Regions from separate parts of the Rattus norvegicus genome. Here region 2 is linked to region 1. The links are chromatin contacts, called in public Hi-C maps. All regions are on one chromosome and are shown on one strand. Each heading gives the region's core, a stretch centred on a gene start, on an enhancer-like site or on the middle of the called end of the contact. The rest is flanking DNA. Distances are from core to core; before and after follow the strand shown. Region 1 holds the start of Kpnb1 (karyopherin subunit beta 1). Region 2 holds the start of Mrpl45 (mitochondrial ribosomal protein L45).

What was found. Hi-C and Micro-C count contacts between places; a contact is called where the count stands out from the background.
Region 2: a contact with region 1 is called in a Hi-C map of Schwann cells, with 2.6 times the contacts expected there. The contact joins the promoter of Mrpl45 here to the promoter of Kpnb1 in region 1. A contact is called at or near these places in 9 of 12 Hi-C or Micro-C datasets (the A7r5 cell line, the Rat2 cell line, Schwann cells and 6 more) and 1 of 1 datasets of contacts at active chromatin or transcription factors (oligodendrocytes).

The regions. Positions count from the first base shown.
Region 1 is chr10:82,669,471-82,672,170 of GRCr8, forward strand. It overlaps Kpnb1 (karyopherin subunit beta 1), which reads right to left and starts at 1,386. Exons shown (of 22, transcript NM_017063.2): 1 at 1,248-1,386; 2 at 1,093-1,151. The coding sequence starts at 1,287.
Region 2 is chr10:82,803,598-82,806,297 of GRCr8, forward strand. It overlaps Mrpl45 (mitochondrial ribosomal protein L45), which reads left to right and starts at 1,442. Exons shown (of 8, transcript NM_001105834.1): 1 at 1,442-1,554; 2 at 2,395-2,572. The coding sequence starts at 1,489.

The DNA.
Region 1 (2,700 bases), core at 136-2,635:
GAATTCTCAGTCCACACCAACAAAGAACTGCTTGAAAGGTTGTGAGTTAAACATAAAAACGTCAATACAAAGTCACTTACTACTCTTTCAAAAAGAAAAGTGGTCCGTACATAATAAAATAGGATTTGTGGCTTTATGCATGTTACTATTTTGCCAAGCATCACAAAGGACTACATTTGGTTACAATGTCCTTTTGACTTTTTAAAACTTACTACCTTAAAGAGACTTTTAATACCACCCACCCTTCCCTCCTTTCCCCTCCCCCACTTCCCCTTCCCCCCAAAGGAAGGGAGAAACATTCTGGCAATAGATTGCTTCAATAATCGTATATTTTCCTATACAAAGGTCAGTCTTTTTTTAAAATGTACTTCTTAAATCCAAAATTATAAAATCAGGGTTTTATATTTCATCCACTGATTTCATCAGGGAATAGGCTCAATCTCAGAAATAAGACTCAATCTGAGATCCCTATAGATGAGGTCTCTGAATAATCCAAGTTCACACAGAACACACGTGCACACTGAGGCCAGGAATGGGATAATAGGGCAAGAAAGGGAAAAAACTGAGGCAATGGGTTCAGAGGTGGTCGGGTGCCAGGCGTGGCCATGAGCACAGACCAAGGGAGCTAGGAAAGGATAGGGCTCTAGGAAGTAGTTGCAGACAGCAACAGAGCCATGGGACAGGAAGGAGAAGCCGGCCGCAGCCAGTACAAGACAGGCGGCAGGGCGCAGAGCTTCCACATGGCCCCTAGGCCCGGCTCCCCAACCCCCACCCTTGCTGAACACGCAGCGCCATGCAACCTAACTTCCCTTCCCTCCCTCTTTCTCCCTCCCGCTGCACCGCCGCCCTCAGGTCGCGTGACGATTGGACAGCGATCACCCCGGCGCGTCTCGCCATTGGCTAGACGCAGGGCCCGGGGCGGGACACACCCACCGGCTTCCCGATGGCGGGGTTAGGTTGGGCCGGGCGGGGGGGAAGGGGGACGAGATGGGGCGGGGTGGGTTCCTCAGGCCTGGGCCTCCAGGAGGGCGGGAAGGCCCGCACGCAGGGATGGGGACGCGGCGGGATGGGGCGCGGCGGGGAAGCACGCACCAGATTCTCCACAGCCGCACGCTCAAGGAACTTCTGCGCCGCTTCCAGCTCCAGCCGATCTGCCAGGAGAAATGGGGGAGAGGCAGCGGGGTCAGAGGGGCCACCCCCTCCCCCACCCCAGTCACCTCAGCCCGACCCCCGGCCCCGAGTCCTACCCGGAGACACGGTCTTCTCGAGGATGGTTATGAGCTCCATGGCGGAGGTGACGGCGGCGGGGACTCCTCCCAAGACGACGGCCCGGCCTCTCGGGCGGCGGCTCCAACTGGGGATGGGGGTTGGGGGTCGGGTGGGAAGGGAGGGTGGGGTGGGGGGTGGGGGTCACCACAAGCCCATTCACCGGCCGCCTCTGGGCAGGCGCTCCGGCTCCCCTTCCTCCCTGCTCTCCTTCCTTCCGCCCTCCTAATGTGCTAGGCGGCAGCAGCTGCTCCTCTGGTGGCGGGGGAGGGACCCCGGGGGCAGCTCAGAGCGCGGCTGGTGCTCAGGCGGCGGAGGGAGAAAGGAAGGGCGGCTGTAAGTGAGAGGCGGATCGCAGGGAGGGAGAGAGATTGAGGGAGGGAGGCGGAGGGATATTCCTGCCGGACCTCTCCGCGGCGGCACCGCGCTGCACAGCGATTGGCTACTGCTGGAGCCACGCGGAGTCTCCGATTGGCCAGGAGCCTAGCGTTGAAGAGCCGCCGCGCGCCCATTGGCCTACGTGCTTCAAGGCCCGGTTGGCTGGGCGGGCAGCAGAATAGGGAGTGCTTATTGGCCGAGGGGAGGGGTCCTGGGGTGGGGTAGGTAGGAGCGCGCCGCTGATTGGGTTGGCCTGGGTAAAGGCCTTCGGGCTCAGGCCGGCTGTGCGCGGGGAGGAGGGTGGGCGGAAGGTAAGGCTCCTAGCGCGCCGGATTGGCTGGGATACTGGACGTTGATAGGACGGGGCGCCGGGAAAACTGAGGAGTTCGGGGTCGCCGCGCGTAAAGGCGGGAGGCCCCGGGGCTCTTAAGAGTCTAGCGCAGAGCACGACGGGACGCCTCCGGGGTGGGGCGGAGCTGCGCGCGAGTGGCTGGGACTGCGCTTTACGGAGAGCGGTCACTCGCTGTGGTGTAGGAGAAATGAGGATTTCGCGGGCCTCAGAGGGGGCGGGGAGGGGACCGTTAAAGCCCTGCGCCGCGCCCACAGGAAGCTGCTGTAATGGCGAGGTCCCTTGCTCCCCGCCACTGTGCTGAGCCGGACCGTGAGGACCACGTGGTTCACTTTCCAACCTGCGGATTTGGAAACTGAAGCCCAGAGAGAGCATGGAGCGTGTCCAAGGTCACACAGCGGATTACAGACTGGGTCAGAGCTGGATTTAGGCGAGCCTAATTGCCCGTGGAGCCCCTAGCAGGGCCCTGTGCTGTTAGCAAAGTTTCGCGGAGCCGCGTCCTTAGACCACTTAACAGTTAACCAGAAACCTTTGGTGTTCCGACGTAACTTACAAGATGTGTATAGATTATATAAAGAACATGCGCGTTGACGAGGTGTGGCGACACACCTGCCATCTCAGTATCCCGAATCCTGAACTACAGTTTGAGATACTGTTTTCAATTAAAAAGACAAAATAAAAACCTGGTGCATATAGTTGTTTGACAT
Region 2 (2,700 bases), core at 192-2,691, 130 kb after region 1:
TGTGCAGGGACTATGCTGGTCTCTGTGTTCCTCCAAAGTCTTTTTTTTTTTTTTTAAAGGAGTAGCTTAACTTTCTTATTTATTTATTTATTTATTCATTCATTCATTCATTCATTCATTCATTCATTATATATAAGTACACTGTCACTGTCTTCAGATACACCAGAAGAGGGCATCAGATCTCTTTACAGATGGTTGTGAGCCATCATGTGGTTGCTGGGAATTGAACTCAGGACCTCTGGAAGAGCAGTCGGGTGCTCTTAACCGCTGAGCCATCTCTCCAGCCCCCACATCCGTTGCTCTTACATCCTTAGCAGACAGCTGACAATTCTCCTTGGATTTACTGAGGTAGAAGACTAATACAGCTAGTATTCTCAAACAGCTAGTCAAAAGCAACAGAGATGGCCTAAAATCCCTGTCAGAGTGAACGAAACCATAGTGAGTACCCTCATTTCTTCTGGTCTGATATGGAATTAGCTTGTGGTAGCTGATAAACTGAGCAGAGGTCAGGCAGAGACGAGTTAGGAAGTGTGACCTAGTCTGTGTGGCTCCAGGACGATCGGATCCACATTGGGATTCTTTTGACCACTGACTGTGAAGCCATTTGGGAGTTGTTACACTCCATAGACCTGACTCTCAGTTCTGCTTGAGTTGTCTAAATTCGAATTACATATTTAGTCTCTTTGGCCCAACCGTATATGTAAAAGCAGGAATATTTGTTACTTGTGGTGAGGATGAGGTTGATATATGTAAAATGCTTAAATTGCCAGGTGCCTAGTAAACAAAGTTTTGAAATACCAGTTATTACCAAATTTGGTAAGTAGTATTTTTGGAAATGAAATGATATGTTTTGGGAAATGACAGATTCCTGTCAACCCACACGTGCCTTTTGCTTTTCAGTAACCACAGCAGTTAATTTCCATAACGGAACGGTAAGAAAGAATTTTCACGTAGAAAACTAGGTTAGAGGTTTAAGTAGTTATATACTGCATTTTGAGGTCAAATACACACCCAGAAGCTATCATTTTCGCCCTAAATACCTCCAGGGAATTCCAAATAGTGAGAGAAAACAACTTATCTCAAAGGCCTCTGATTTCAGAGGGAAGCACTTTTTCATTTTTTTTTTTTTTTTACGGAACGAAAGTAAATAAGGTGTAACAATGTGCTAAGTAACCAGGAATGCAGCACCCAGAGTCCCACAGAAAGCCTCCTGCGCAGGCGCAGCTGGCTCTCCACCCGAAACTAGCTGGCGCGTGACAGCCGTGCGGTTTACCCTACTTCCAAAGTAGTTTCATTGCGCACGCGCGAACCCATTGCGCGCGCGCGCGCGCGCCCCTCCCCATGAGAGCGTGCGCGCGACTCACCTTTCGGCCGAGGGCGCGCGCCCTGGAAAATTCCACTCTCGAGCTCGCTCCACCCTATGCGCCTTTTCTCCGGCTGGGTGATCTGCGGCTCGACTGACATCCCGGCGGCCTTTGCGTGAGCAAAATGGCAGCCCCCATACCTCGGGGCTTGTCCTCCTTATCCAGGACTTTGGGATGGTGGTCACGGCAGGTGGGTAGGGATGAAGCAAATGAAATTTTAGGGACAGAAAGAGGAGGATAGAGTAGAGGGGAATAATCATCCTGTGGCCGTTGCTGAGTTTGGACGAGTCAGACTTCATTTGGGGAAGAATTTGAGGTGTATGTGAACCCCAACCCTCAAGTCTCAGTATACAGCCTAGACTGGGCCTTGGGAGATTTAAGTTTCTCAGCATTAAGCTTCTCCACATTAATTCTAGTCTCTGGCGAGAAGATGTTAAAAGGAAAGTAGTGGCTTGGAAGATGGACCCGCTTTTACGTTCTTCAAAGTTTTTCGGAAAGGATAGGGGTTTTGTCTTATCCTGGAGGGAAAAGGTCTCCTGGCTTCTTAAAAGTTTATTAGTCAGTTAGGAGCTAGAAGCCATTTGCTTCTGAAAAAGCAGATAGAAGTGTGGAGGAAATGCCCGGGAGATTTTGCTTAATGCTTTAGTAGTAGCATTCCACGCTTTTCAGAATTGGGTTAACAACTAAGGTTCACTATTAAATTAAACGTTCTTTGACGGTAGGAACTTTATTTTAATCATCTCTGCATTCTCTGCATACAGTAGTACTACAGAATGTATTAAAGAAAAGTTTTTAGTAAATGTTGACTGATGTTAATACAGGTTATTAATTGGCTTGTGGTAAAAGCCATCCTTAGCATTTAAATAGTAATACTGCTTTTCCATAATAGTTGTTTCATAACTTCAGAGGCATTCTTTGGGTATGTCATTTCTGTAAGACTTTGCATACACTTAGCTCAAGATAGGTCTATTCTTTCCAGATCACCAATATGCTAACCATTCATTCATTCATTCATTTCTCTATCTTCCAGCCCATTCTGGTGACTCGGTCCACAGCTGTAGTTCCAGTAAAATCCAAAAGCCGTTTCAGACCACCGACTCGTGAACCCAACTACAAAACAGAAAAGGAGTTTTTGGAATATGCCAGGAAAGCAGGATTGGTTATTCCACAGGAACGTTTGGAACGTCCTATACATTTGGCCTGTACAGGTAAGGAACAGTATTTCTGGGATGCTGACTCAATTCTCTACTGTCAGAAGTCTGACATTTAGAATGCTTTAGACTCTTGATTGGCAGCATTAGATTAACCACAAAGAGGAGCTGGTGAGATGACTCAG